Linked DNA regions of Mus musculus: all the other regions are linked to region 5. Evidence: chromatin contacts called from public targeted proximity ligation data. All regions are on one chromosome and are shown on one strand. The core of a region is the stretch at or near the end of the contact, and the rest is flanking DNA. Distances in the headings are between cores, read along the strand shown.

The links.
Region 1: a contact with region 5 is called in a targeted proximity ligation map of pancreatic cancer cells. A contact is called at or near these places in 2 of 39 promoter capture datasets (hippocampal neurons and pre-B cells) and 3 of 130 datasets of targeted methods (the 230-238 cell line, bone marrow-derived macrophages and pancreatic cancer cells).
Region 2: a contact with region 5 is called in a targeted proximity ligation map of pancreatic cancer cells. A contact is called at or near these places in 2 of 39 promoter capture datasets (cranial neural crest and pre-B cells) and 2 of 130 datasets of targeted methods (pancreatic cancer cells and pro-B cells).
Region 3: a contact with region 5 is called in a targeted proximity ligation map of pancreatic cancer cells. A contact is called at or near these places in 2 of 39 promoter capture datasets (cranial neural crest and frontonasal cranial neural crest), 2 of 130 datasets of targeted methods (microglia and pancreatic cancer cells) and 1 of 9 other capture datasets (adipose tissue).
Region 4: a targeted proximity ligation map of epiblast stem cells shows a contact between it and region 5. A contact is called at or near these places in 3 of 39 promoter capture datasets (cranial neural crest, maxillary cranial neural crest and neural stem cells), 6 of 130 datasets of targeted methods (the NIH/3T3 cell line, the SCID.adh cell line, double positive thymocytes and 3 more) and 1 of 9 other capture datasets (liver).

Annotation. Positions count from the first base shown.
Region 1 is chr19:3,281,572-3,284,271 of GRCm38.p6, reverse strand. Ighmbp2 (immunoglobulin mu binding protein 2) reads left to right here and starts at 1,262. Exons shown (of 15, transcript NM_009212.2): 1 at 1,262-1,571; 2 at 2,684-2,700. The coding sequence starts at 1,486. It overlaps Mrpl21 (mitochondrial ribosomal protein L21), which reads right to left and starts at 1,230. Exons shown (of 7, transcript NM_001347420.2): 1 at 1,101-1,230. The coding sequence starts at 1,200.
Region 2 is chr19:4,017,972-4,020,671 of GRCm38.p6, reverse strand. No RefSeq gene overlaps it. Among named protein-coding and RNA genes, the nearest start is that of Ndufv1, 6.6 kb to the right of the region's middle.
Region 3 is chr19:4,124,599-4,127,298 of GRCm38.p6, reverse strand. Tmem134 (transmembrane protein 134) reads right to left here and starts at 1,339. Exons shown (of 8, transcript NM_001078649.1): 1 at 1,259-1,339; 2 at 1,099-1,257; 3 at 178-242. The coding sequence starts at 1,273. It also overlaps a transcript of Aip not described here.
Region 4 is chr19:3,999,229-4,001,928 of GRCm38.p6, reverse strand. Nudt8 (nudix (nucleoside diphosphate linked moiety X)-type motif 8) reads right to left here and starts at 1,349. Exons shown (of 4, transcript NM_025529.3): 1 at 1,082-1,349; 2 at 601-733; 3 at 224-301; 4 at 1-133. The coding sequence starts at 1,275. It overlaps Tbx10 (T-box 10), which reads right to left. Exons shown (of 8, transcript NM_001001320.1): 8 at 2,417-2,700. The coding sequence ends at 2,681.
Region 5 is chr19:3,685,272-3,687,971 of GRCm38.p6, reverse strand. It overlaps Lrp5 (low density lipoprotein receptor-related protein 5), which reads left to right and starts at 1,408. Exons shown (of 23, transcript NM_008513.3): 1 at 1,408-1,617. The coding sequence starts at 1,530. Gm36672 (a long non-coding RNA gene) reads right to left here and starts at 1,422. Exons shown (of 4, transcript XR_388279.4): 1 at 1,233-1,422.

The DNA of each region.
Region 1 (2,700 bases), core at 13-2,512, 400 kb after region 5:
AGAGAAAAAGTAGATTCATTTCTGTTTATGATTAAATCTGTTTCTCAAGGATTGGGTTATGCCACACCTTAACTACAAATGGGTTTATACCACCTGTCCCGGAAAACGGCAACTATGCCTTTGTTTCAAAGTTATTATTACAACCTGTTGTTACGACTACCTTGCAACTGCACTTTTGTTTCAGAAGGTTATTGTGACCAACCGGTTACGCTTATGTTCTGCTTCACCCCCATTTGGAAACCTCCTATCCCTGAACTATAGAAACCCTGATTTCAGGGGTGTCCAATGCTGACCTCCTGAACCCTGTCTTAGGTGGAGGCAGCCTGCATACCCAAGTGAAAAAGCTTGCTTTAATTAATTTGGCTACGATGATTTGAGTTGGTGGCCTTTCTCCTATCATCTATGGATTAACATCTGACCCCCTCTTCTGGACTCCAAAGGCACCTTCACTTAAATGCACAGAAAGGACCCTCCCCCCCCCCCCCCGAAACAAACATCACAATAAGTCTTAAAAAAAAATAAAGAAAGAAACTGAAAAGGTCGAACACAACAGTGTCCACCTGACATCATCATCTGGTCTCCACACGGGCATGTACACCCACCTGCACACATACATACACATAACACATACACAAACTAAAAGGTCTGGGTCAACAAAACTAAGGGCACATTACTTGTTATGTTTCAAGATAGACTAACATTAAAATCACTCACTCCTTTCTTCAACGTCATTTTTTTTTTTCCTGATCCGAGGGTGGCTAGCAGCCCGAGGACAACTGTCCACACCCATGCTCTACTTAGCAGCTTCTAACTCGCTTTCTTTACATCCCCATTGTATGACCCTGGGTAGGTCATTTGTCTACACCCATTTGTGTCCCTGTACTATAGGACCTACACTTAAGTTTAAGAGCACTTCTCAGTATTAAGCAATGAACGGAAGGAACCACGTTCTCATCCCAGGTTCTCGTACTCCAAACCCTGTGCCATATTCACGACTCTCATAACCAACACACCAGGAGCCAAGGTGGACTCAGACACACGGGCGGCAGACGGCGGAAGCACCGCTAGCTTCTTCCCTCACCAGGCCTCCCTGGTCTCACCTGATCCGGATCCCTGGGATGCCAAGATGCTACGGCTACACACAGACACCAGCCGCCCGAAGGCGCCCGGCAATGCCGAGGCCGCTATGGCAGCAGCCATGTTTCCACAGTCCCAACCGGAAGCGGAAGCAGCGCGAACCTTGTGCGTCAACACACAAACTCAGTAGGGAACACCTGGAGCAGGGAAACAGGGATCCTACTGCAATCACTGGCTTGGCGGGGAACGCAGGAAACGGACCGGCCGGGAATCCGCGCCCTGGCTGGGAGCGCAGGGCCTTTTGCGGATTCTGGTCCAGTGGGGAACACGGTCCGACTGGAACTCGGGTCCCACAGGACTAAACTGGCCGAGCAGGAAGCATCAGTCAGGGGCTGCATCGCGGAGCAGATGGCCTCGTCCACCGTGGAGAGTTTCGTGGCCCAGCAGCTACAGCTGCTGGAGCTGGAGCGGGACGCCGAGGTGGAGGAGCGCAGGTAAGTTTGGCCGCAGGTCCCAGGCCCTCTGTAGCTCTCCTTAGTTACCGCCTGGAGCCAGTCTAGTGTTGGCTGGGTGAATGGCTAACACACAGAGACAGCCCTAGGAGAAGACCGCACAGCAGCGTCACTTCGGGGCGTCGAGGCAAAAGGATCGGGAGTTCAAGATCACATTTTGGCTACGTAGCCAATTTGAAGTCAACCCGGGCTACAGGAGACCCTGTAGTGAGGCCCCCCACCCCAAGGGAAAAAAAAGAGAGAGAGAGAGAAAAAGAAAGAAAGAAAGAAAGAAAGAAAGAAAGAAAGAAAGAAAGAGAGAGACTTAACAGGATGGTCAGTGCTAGATGGGGAGTGGGACAAGTTTTCTTCGGGATCCAGGGAGTGGGGTGTGCCAGAGAGCAGCTTCCTAGAGGAAAGTTAATGAAGCCTATGTCATGTATGGTGCCTGAGCATTCCTGAAGAGCCATGTTGTTTCAGGAGAATATCTACAGGCCTGCAACAGACAGAGCCACCACTTCTCTATCCCACAGTGCAGTTCCTGTAATGCATTTCCCTAAGGATAGACAAAGGCTGGCGAAGTAACTGACCCAGGGTAACCCACGTGGAGGCAGGACGTGAAGTCAGTCTGTGAGATTACAGATGTGTAATCTGTAGATTGGTTGACTGAGAGTCTGTCAGTCATGATGAGGGAGAGGTTTTGCTGTTGTGGCTGTGTGACTATGGAATTGTGTACTAGGCCTTCCCATACATGTCTGTGAAGGCATGTGATTCCCACACCATGTGCTTGCTGTGAGAATGAAGCGATATGCTTTAAGCCAAACTGGGACCTTGAACCACACTTAGGGTGTTGGTGGTAAGAAGCAGAGAGAGAGTCAGGTATAAATGGGAGGGCCCCAAAAGACAGATGGCAGATGGCAAAGAGACATGATAAGATTCTGTGTTGGCTGACTTGGAGCAAGTTAGGCAGTACCTGTCCCGTGGGGTGTGGGGGAGAGGTAGGATTGGAGTAGAGTGGATCCGGAGTTCTTTTGGGGCATACGTAATGCCTATAAGCAGAACTCCTTTCTCCCTTGTGCAGGCACAGTGAAGCTGTTTTGCTTGGTGTCTTCTAGGTCCTGGCAGGAACACA
Region 2 (2,700 bases), core at 27-2,526, 330 kb before region 5:
CCCGTTTGCCATCCCAGTGGTCTGAAGGGGTAAGCAGCAAGAGCCTCAAAGTCGTCTCCAGCTACACAGTGAGTGTGAGGCCAGCCTGGGCTACATGAAAAGGATAGCCCCTCCAAGTAAGTGAGTTTTAGGGATTGGAGTCAGGTCTTGGGCTTGGCAGTGGGTGCCTTTACCCAGTGAGTGATCTCATCTGTTTTGATTTCATGTGTTTGACATGGTGCTATACCTTAGTCTGGGGGTGGGGGGGGAAGGGACTCCCAATACAGAAGGCAAGGCTGAGGCCACAGGCATTTAGAAAATTACAATTAAAAATAACAGTCTCCACCGGGCGGTGGTGACGCGTGCCTTTAATCCCAGCACTCGGGAGGCAGAGGCAGGTGGATTTCTGAGTTCAAGGCCAGCTTGGTCTACAAAGTGAGTTCCAGGACAGCCAGGGCTACACAGAGAAACCCTGTCTCGAGAAAAATAAATAAATAAATAACACAGTCTCGAGGCTGGAGGGCTGGCTCAGCAGTTAAGAGCACTGTCTGAGGACTGCGGTTCTATTCCCAGTATGCACATAGTGGCTCAGAACCATCTGTAACTTCAGTCCCAGGGGATCTAATGTTTTCTTCTGGCCTCCACGGGCACCAGGAATGTGTGTGGTAGACATACATACATACATACATACATACAGGCTAAACACCCACACAAATAAAAAACTAAAATAAAATGAATCCCCATCTGTCAGGACCACTGCCTCTCTGTCTCTCAGCTGCTCTAGCTGCCTGATTACGTGGCTCTCTGAAAGGCAGGTATCCCAAAACTCCATATTCAAGGTCAGCCTGGCTATCACTGGAGGCTTGACTCAGTGGTACACAGAGGAGCCACCATGGAGGGACTAGGGGCATAGATCAGTGATAGAAGGCTTGTATAGCATGCACCAGGCCCTGGGTTCCCCCTTCAGCGTTGGAAAAGAAACATCTTGGCCGTTCTTGGCTCTTTGTTGTTCCATACGCATTTTACTATCAAATTCTCAGTTCTATGAGAAGTTATGGTGAGCCTTAGGTAGAGTTTGCACTGACTGTAGGCTTGGAAAGCCACATCTACGTGCAATAGTCATCACAGTTAAATTCCTGAGCATCTGAAATATTGGCTGACTCCAGGGCTCATAGACAAAATCGTGCAAGAAAAAGGGCTTTAAATACTAGCCAGGGCCTCATGACCCAGTGCCAACAACTGAGGCTCCTCCTCCTAGCTTTTAGAGTTTGCCATGGGAAGAAATCGCCTTTAGGCGGTAAACAGTGACCTCCAGAGGCGAAGATGCAGAGGAGCTGAGCGGCTCAGTCTGTGTCTGGCCACAGAGAAGAGCCGGGCAGGCTATTTTCTTTTTCTCACGCTCAGTGGTTCTCAACCTTCCCAATGCTGAGACTCTTCAATACATACAGTTCTTCATGTTGTGGTGACCCCAACCACTGTATTATTTCATTGCCACTTCGTAACTGTGACTTTGCTATTACTGTGAGTTGTAACCTAAGTGCCTGACTGCAGGATATCCGACCACTGTGCAAGGGTTGTTCAACTTCCTAAGGGGGTCATGACCCACAGGTTGAGAACTGCTGAGTTACAAACCAAGGCCATTCTAAAAACTGGATTCTTTGGAGTAGGGCGATTCAGTTCACATTTGTTACAGCTTCCAAGGGGTGTCTAGACACCTCCTGTATCTGCCATCCCACACAGCCGTCAAGGACGCACGGGACTGCTCTCCCAGAGGAAGAAGACACTAGTGCTTAGTCTTTGAAGACAAAGAGAGAGTAAGCCACACAGCAGGTGAGCACACAGGACTGGGCTGGCCGTGGGCCGGGTGCTGGCTCTCTGCCCACTTCCTTCACAGGGGAAGAGCTTGTTTCAGCCGTGTGCTGGACTCCTGCAGTTGCGTCCCATCTGTGTCTGATTCATATTATCTAGGCTGGAAATGAAACTTAGCTATGACTTAGCCAGAGCTGAGTGAGATCCCAGCACTTGGGAGGCAGAAGCAGGCAGATCTCTGAGTTTGAGGCCACCCTGTCTAGTCACTTGTCACTCCAGTGAGTTCCAGGATATAGTGAGACCCTGTCTTAAAACAAACAAGCAAGCAAACAAACAAACAAACAACCCGCTAGGTGTGGGGAGGCATTCCTGTAATCCCAGCACTCAGAAGGCAGAAAATCAGGAGTTCAGGGTCATCCTGGGCTACATATCAAGTTTGAGGCCAGCCTGGGCCCCAAGAAACCCTGTCACAAAACAGCAAAAAAAAAAAAAAAAAAAAAAAAAAAAAAAAAAGAAAAAGAAGAAAAAAAAAAGGAAAGAAGGGAGGGCGCAGCAGACAGGTCTGTACATATACTGTGTTAATTCCTGTTCTAAAGTTTTACAGATGAAAACGTTTAATGAATGCAGCCACACCTTGGGCACAGAGAGGTCAAGGAACTTGATCAAAGCACCACAGAGCATGTCAACAGAAGGGCAGAGGATTAAACCTGACTGAGTTCAGATTCTGCTCTCAGCAGCTTCGCCAGGTGTCACCCTTAAGGCAACAATCGTTTACTTGATGGGAACGGGAGCGAGGTGATTAAGCACAGATTAAGAAGGAAAGTTACTCCATCATCTCAGGTGCCAGTCACCAAACACCCTTCAGGATAAACCTGTGCTCCTGGGACGATCCTAAACATGCTCAAGACCTCT
Region 3 (2,700 bases), core at 90-2,589, 440 kb before region 5:
ACCGGGGCACTGGGGTAAGGTGACCCAGCTGGACAGCAGATCCCATGAGAGAAGCAGGGCTAGGAATCCCTGTAAGACAGGTAAGTGCATCTGGTTGGGACTGGGCAGGTCCTTGCAGACAGGAGCCTGAGACACGGGGCCTGGGATAAGAAGGGTGGGTCCCCACCTGGCCCTGACCTGGTGCTGACTCCCCCATCCGGCTCCGGAGAGGCCTGGGCTCCGTCCTCATCATTTTCCAGGTTCTGTTACAGGACATAAGGTTCAGATAAGCTTCAGGAATGGGCCTTTCCACTGCCCTCTGGGGGGAGGAGAAAGGCAGCCTGACAGCTTCTGCCTGGCACATCTGGCAGCTGCTCTCCTGCCTCTCCCTGCCCTCCCAGCGGAACCGGTTTGATGATTCAGAAACCAAAACCTGGGTAGGAAGTAGGTGGCTGTTGGGGGCTTCAGCACAGAATCCAGCAGGGGTGGGCTGCCAGCATGGATCCCAGGAGCAGGTGACCACTCAAATGAGGCTCTCAGGATTTTTCAGGGACCCAACATAGAGACTTTGGATTTGGTATAGCATAGCACAGGCCTCTGGGTCTTACGTCCTAAAGAACGATAGGGTTGGGGGAAGCTACCTGAGACAATGATTTATGGTGTGGTTTAGTATGAAGAGATGGGCAAACACATCATGTGTGGGGACCTCCACTTTTAGGGTGATTCTCAAAGCAGAGGGGATGCGGAGGCTCCATAGGTCACGTGATCTGGGGCTCAAGGGATGCTGTAAATATCGACAAGGTCTGGTTCAGATTGGAAGTACTCCCCAAACTCCTCGGAGTGATATTGGGGTGTCAGTCTTCAAGACAGGTGGGTTCTACACTGTTGCTAAGGCCTGGGTTCCTAGTCCGAGTTTCCGGCTCTCCACAGCTGCACTGGAACCGAACTCAGAGCTCAGAGGGCAAGGACATAAATCTGGATGAGCAGACACGTCTAGGGGACAATTTTCCGCTCCGCTGGGGTCTCTAGGCAGAGGCTCCGGAGTTAGAATTCTCCGGGGCCCGGCCTGGGGTTCCGCCCTATCCTGGACAAGAGGGTGAGACGAGCAGGGCCGTTCACCTGGTAGCGTAGCCGGGACTGCTTGTCTTCATCAGCCACCTCGAACCGAGCCCGGCGTTCGAAGTGCAGCGGCCCGAAGCGGGCGACCCCGCTGGACTCGGGCTCAGGCCCCGCGTCCTCCAGGGTCAGCTCGAAGGCATCATCGATGCTAAACTGGGGGCCGGGCGGCGCTCATGGCCCCCGCCGGCCTAGGCGCCCAGCGCCGCCGCCATTTGAGCCCGCCACGGCCCCGCCCACCAAACAGGGCCCGCCCTCACAGGGCCCGCCCCGTCTCCCTGGGAGCGAAGATCTGCCCTCTACAACCGCCCCGCCCTTGCCCGCTCCTCCTCTGCAGGCCTGAGCAGCAGAATGCAGAGTTGCTTCGGGATCGCGTCAGAGTCTCGCGGGTAGCGGGACTCGCGGCGCCCCCCAGAGGTTCCCTTGGTGAGCGACAGCCCCGGCTGTGACCAGGACCGATCTAAGCTTGTGCTTGTAAGGGAGGGGGGAGGGGAGGAGGGGGGACGGAGGGACGGGGTGTGTGTGGTGTGTGTGTGTGTGTGTGTGACGGGGTGTGTGTGGTGTGTGTGTGTGTGTGTGTGTGTGTGTGTGTGTGACGGGGTGTGTGTGGTGTGTGTGTGTGTGTGTGTGTGTGGTTGCTTTCTCTGCCCAGGGGTGTGAGGTGTGTGTGTGGTTGCGTGGTGTGTGTGTGTGTGTGTGTGTGTGTGTGTGTGGTTGCTTTCTCTGCCCAGGGGTGTGAGGTGTGTGTGTGGTTGCTTTCTCTGCCCAGCAGCTCAAACCTCATGAGGTAGCCTGGATTCCAGTCCGCACTCCAGTGCCATAGAAACTCTTGGACCTGTTCCTCCATCCTACTCACCACAGCTTCCAATGGAGGGGTGTCCTTGTCATTTTTCAGATGTGGACACTGAGGCTCAGAGCTTATATTGTTTTCTCCAATTCAGAATACATGGGGCAGCTAAAGTGATTAAAAAACAATCTTTCTAGCACTGAGTCTGCATTCCCTTCTATCTTTTTTTCTTTTTTTTTTTTGGTTTTCTTGGAAGAGGAGCTCCCTATTTAGCTCACTCTGGCCTTGAATTCCTGATCTTTTTGCCTTAGCTTTTATAGTACTGCTTTCTCTTCAGTGCTCAGGAGTGTTTGGAACTGAATAGATGTATAAATAATAGTAAATATCGGTGGCAGTTTGTCAAAGTGCTACGTCTGAAATTTGAACCCATATCTTTCTAGCTTACAAAGTGTTTGCCCTCCTCCACGTCCAACCGCCCTCACATTTTATGATCTCCCATAAAGAACTGAGTCAACCCAACTTCTCATTTTATGGTTAAAGAGGCTCCTCTCTAGTTGTGGTCATTCATTCCCCCCCCCCCATTCCCTCCATCCCCATCTTCCTCCCCTCCCCTTCTTCTCCCAAGACCTGGCCTCACTGAGTTTCAACCCAGCCTGGCTCTTACGTGGCATTGTCTTCTGTATGGATGTGTTTGCAGTGTACAAACATGGGCTCCTGTATCAAGTGCATTCTGTTGTTTACATTTTTCCATTTTTCCACTCAGTGCTAATGGTTTCCACATGCATCTTGTTTGCTGTTTCTATGAGCTGTAGGCGTGG
Region 4 (2,700 bases), core at 100-2,599, 310 kb before region 5:
CCCAGACACGGTGTGGTCCATGCAAGAAGACAGGCAGTGTGTAGCTGAAGTGGCCACCCTGGCAGAAGTGGGTATACCCCTGGTTCTGTGTCTGCAGCAAGTGGGCCAGAGACATCTCAAATACTTCATCCACCTGTAGGCAAGAAACAGAAAGAGGGTGGACAGAGGACTGCCTGTGAGTCCCCTGTTAGGACAGCCCAACTCCCCAGTAGTCACCATTCACCTCCTCAAGGTTGGGCCTAAGGCTCTGCAGATCCAGTGGGCCCACGTTGGCAAGTACTGGGACTATGGTTGCCTTTTCCTGGGTAGGAGAAGGGTGAAGAGTCAGAAGGAGCAAACTTAGGAAGCAGACCCTACCCTGCCATCCGGGTGTCTTGGGTAATCATGGTGAAGCCCTCCAGTTCCGGTCCTTGGTTTCTTGCCATGCTGCCTCACAGGTTCCCCTTACCTGTATACCGCCAGGAAACCTCCCACTTGCCACTCAAGCCTAGAGGGATGCAGCCTACCCTGCAAGCCTTCCTGGACCCTGTCCTGGACTGAGCGGGGCTGGCTTCCCCGGCCACTAGGGTTACTGATTGTGATAGGATGAGGGTGGCTCACCCGGTCATACACTGGCTGCAGGACACCCCACACGTGCTCCTTGGGCACCTCTAGGCCCAGCTCCTCCTGAGTCTCCCGAAGGGCCGTATGTATTACATCTTGGTCGTCGGGATCACACTTACCGCCTGGGAAACTAAATGGGCAGAGGGAATCTTGGGACCACAGGTCGTCAGGAGGCAGTTTAGCTCTCTGTGCCATTAGAGTAAGGGGGACAGGCACTGTGATATAGATTACGACATGAGGGTCTGGCAGCTGGCTAAGACTATGCTAGGGCTCAGACACCCCATGTCTGCCTATGGTGTCCCAGTGGTGCAGATATCGTCCCCGGGTGTTCTCAACTTCTGCTGAGGGCGAAGCCAAAGAAGGGGAGCCCCGGATCTCCTCTCTCCAGTCTACGGTAAGGGGCAGAGTCCTGTTTATGAAGGGAAAAATTCAGAGGGGTATGCGGGCCACAGGTAGTGCGCCGGCAAGGCCGGCGTACCTGACTTCCCCTTTGTGTCTCCCAACCAGGCGACTAGAACGCAGCGTGTAGAGCAACGCGGGGACCCCGCGCACGAGGCACAGCGGCACAAGCACTGCGGCCGCTGCGGGCCGCGAGCGTAACCGGGCAGTGGTCCGTGCTAGCAGCTGCCGGCAGCGCTGCTCGTCCTCCGCGGACAGGCCATCAGGCAGCATGTCCCAGACGTCCGGGACACAGTGGGGGATCAGCCCGCTAGGGAGGGAACGCCGCAGCGCGCAAGCTCCAGCGCGGGGCGGGGACCTAAGTGGGAGCCGGAAGGAGGCGTGGCTTCCCGGAGCCCGGTATGAGAGGCGGACAGGCCTGGGACTGCCCTTGCAAAGCCTCGGACGCCGGCGGTACGGAGCCTGCCCAGGTAGAGCCTCCGAGATGGACAAGGCAGTGGCTGCTGAAACCTCGGAGGCGTTCCAGACGAGGCCTGCTGATGCAGATCCTCGGAGACCTCGGGGGTGTGGCTTAAGGCGGGTTTTGCTGCTATTGGGCGACAGAGGGCATCTGGGGCGGAGTTTGCTAGATGAGGGCAGAAGCGGTTTTGTGTACAGGGACCAGAGCGCCACCTAAAGGAAAGACCTGGCTTAGAGCTGATGGAAGGCGTGTCCGGAAAAGCCGGCCAGCTTCGCTTGAGTTTCTTTCCAGGGACTTCCCTATCTGTGGCACAGTTGGTTTGGACTCTGTGTCTCCGGAACGCTTGAGTAACCTGAATTGAATGGGTCCTGACTTCGGGTTCGGGAGTTGGGATGTCTGGCTGCTGAAGATCTTCTGGGCCCCTTTTCTCTCGTCTCCTGGGTGTCCGTGCTTTCCAGAACGTCTCACAGGAAGAGCTCTGGGTCGGAGCACAGTCGGAGTCATCAGGTGCCTCTGGGCGCCCACTCCAAGAGAACGAAGAGTACGCGCCTCCCTCAGCCTTATTCCACCAGACTACCGAGAGGACTTCAACCTGGCCTTTTACCTCTAGTTCTCCAAGTATACACCCATCCCTACCTTGGCCTGTGTGATCCCTATCTATCATATTAGGCACACTTCGATGACCCCCGGCTCTCAGAACCAGCCTTAGAGCATCGCATTTAAATAGAATGATGAGTGTCAGCTGTACTTTGCTGTGTGACTGTGAGCCGAAACCTCTCTGAGCTGCTTCCATCCTTATATGGGTGCACAAAATAGGGGACACACCAGGTTAACCGCAGCCTTGCTGGTGTAGCCAGTTATCATCACCCTGTGCTCTGGGTACAGCTTTTGGAGACTTATAAAGGTGATGGGATTGTCTGGTCTGGGAGTTCCTGTGGACAGAAGTACTGTGACTGCTGTTGCCAAGCAGTTTAATGTGGGGGAAGGACATTCGAAGCAGGATTTAGAGGAGGCATCCTCGAGGCAGCAGGGCATGATTCAGGGCTTTTGAGTAGGAAGTAGGCCTGATTCCAAGGCTGGCAGGCCCCAGACTGACTTTGAGGCAGGAACCCACTGCTGTAGAGCTTCCAGTTGTGCTGCTCGCCTTAGGAGATGTCTTACAGAGGAGGGAAGGAGAGGTGGGGCACAGGGGAAACGGGCTTCCACAGCACTCAGCCATCACTGCGAGGCTTGATTAG
Region 5 (2,700 bases), core at 159-2,658:
TGGGGCTAGAGAAGGGGGTTGTGCTCTTGGCTCTGTGTTGAAGGTGGAGGGGGGATGGGGGTTGGGCTTGGGTGAGAAGGAACCAGCAAGGACACTAGCTGCTCTAGTCCCCAGTCCCCTGACTGCCCCTGAGACCTCCTGACTCCTCTTCCGGTCAGAGACTGGATACAGCCACCCCAGGAGACTGCTCTTCCTGAACCACTGGCCTGCTTCCGCATTGAAATCTCTGCCCTGACCCTTGGAACCCTGGTGTGGGTCCCCTCCCCCTACTAGCTGGTCCCTGGTCTTCATGTTTTCCTATTAGAAGACAAGTTTGGGGAGTCAGTTCTCTTTTCTTCTGCGATCCTAGGGTTGAACTTAGGTCAACGGGAGCCATCTTGCTGGCCAGCCTTGACCTGCCTTTTGCTCCTTCTGTTTATCAGGTCCGGTTTATGCAGCGCTGGGAGAGCTGTGCACACTAGGGAACCAAGGGCTCTATCAACTCTTTTTAAACAGGGTCTCGCAGGTAGCCCAGGCTGGCCTCAAACTCATGGCAAGCCTCCTGCCTCAATCTCCCGAGGCTGGACACCATGTCAGACTTATAAGTAAAGTCATACACACTTGAGCGCCATGTCACTTTCCCGGCTACTCACTCCTTTGTTTGGGCTCTTATTTTTGTCTCTTCCTAGCATAAACCACAGGAGGGCAGAGGCACCCTCCTGACCACCTCAGCTTCTGTCCTTCCTCTCTACCTTGCAAGGTGGACACTGCCATTAGCTTACTTTCTAAGGACATGAAATGATTTCACCTACACCTGCCTGCCCAAGGTGTGAGGTTCTAGAAAGCACTGCCGGAGAGAGAAGGCTCAGCAGTTAGAAGCACTTACTGCTCTTTTAGAGACCTGGGTTTGGTTCCCTGCAGTCACCTGGTGGCTCACACCTCTAACTCCAGTCCCAGGGGACCCCCACACCCTATTCTGGTTTCCTTCCCGCATGTGGTGCACATACATGCGTGCAAACACTCATACACATACAACAAAAAGTAAATCTAAAAGTAAAAGCCCCCAGTTCCTCCAGCAGTATCCGCTTTTGCGCCTGTTCCCGCGTGCATCCCAAGTGGGGCGGTATGTCTCTGGGCCAGGTGGCTACAGTTGTGGTGAAAGAGCCCAAAGCTGGCTTCGGAGACCTTTGGCTTCCAGCCCTGAGGCCTCCTGACTGTGTGGGTCATGCTTCCACGTGCCTCAGTTTCCTCACCTGTCAGTACAGAGACTTGGCAGGTGACCCACCTGCTTGCCCGGCCTCTCCTGTCGCGGGCCCGGAGAGACCCGCCTGCCCGGCTCCCGGGCGCCCGCAGGAGGGCGCGGCTTGGCGGGGGGCGCGGGCGGCGCGGGGGGCGGAGACCGGCTCGGCTTCCGCTCCCTCCTCCCGCGTCGTCTTGGGCCGCGGCGCCCGAGGCGGGAGCAAGAGGCGCCGGGAGCCGCGAGGATCCACCGCCGCCGCGCGCGCCATGGAGCCCGAGTGAGCGCGCGGCGCTCCCGGCCGCCGGACGACATGGAAACGGCGCCGACCCGGGCCCCTCCGCCGCCGCCGCCGCCGCTGCTGCTGCTGGTGCTGTACTGCAGCTTGGTCCCCGCCGCGGGTAAGGTGGGCGCGGGGGACAATGGCCGGGGCCGCAAGCAGCCACTTTGCAAGTTGCGGACGAGTTGGAGCGCGCTCCGGGGGACCACGCGCCGGGGGACCTCGCGCGGGCCCTTTGTCTCTCCCGCCGGGGCCCCTCCCTGGGGACCGAGCCCGCCAGGTGCGGCGCGGGCGGGCCCTCACCTGCCCAAGGCTCGGGACGCCGGGCGCGCTCAGGAGTGCGCCCACGGGCATCGCGATGGCCCGGGACAGGCCTGGCCTATCGCGAACTACTGGGAAAACTTTTCGCGAGCCTGCTTGCGGCGGCCGGCCTACCGAGCCCTGGGAAGTGCCAGAAGTTGCTAGCTAGGAAGTTCGGAGAGCCCTGCGCGGGGCGGCCTGGCCCTGGGCTGCTGTCGCTTTGACCTGCGTGGGCTGTCAGCCTTCCAAACCGACTGACACCTGCCAGGTGTCCCCGTGACCCCAGTGACCCATCTGACCGCTCGGGCCCCCAAGCGGTGGCCAGGCACCCAGCCCCGCTGACCAGTGCCCAGCCCCGAGATCGGTTGCGTGGGTGCCTTGGTGTGGGGAGGTATGGTTCTGCCTCAGTTGGACCCACCTTTAGGGAAGTGGCCCGCTCGGGAACTTTCTAACTTTTTTTTGGTGTGTCCTGAGGGGTGGAGCTGAGGTCAGGAGGACTCTCGAGAAACGAAGCAGTTGGAAACGCTACACATGTTCTTTTAATTCGGAGATTGCCATGTGGTTTTTAAAGCAAGGCTCTTGCCACCTAAATCATTGTTTTCGGGTGTTTGTGTTTTGTTTTTCTGGAGTGTGGCTGTCCAAGGGTCCGGCAGATACTCTTGAACTCCCGGGTGGTGGTGATGGCAGTTTGGGGCGGGGTAGGGGACAACCTCAGGTCCCTTTGTCTGGGCCTTATTAAGGCGAACAGCTGTCCCCCTGTGTATTTCCAGGGTAGACACTTGAGGGAGGTGGCTGGGCCTGGCTCTGTGCTCAGATTCCCTGGGCTGCAGTCTCTTCCACCTATGTTTGGGGGGAGGGGTCGAGGGGAGCTGGCTTCATCCAGTCTTGGAGCTCTCAAGCTCAG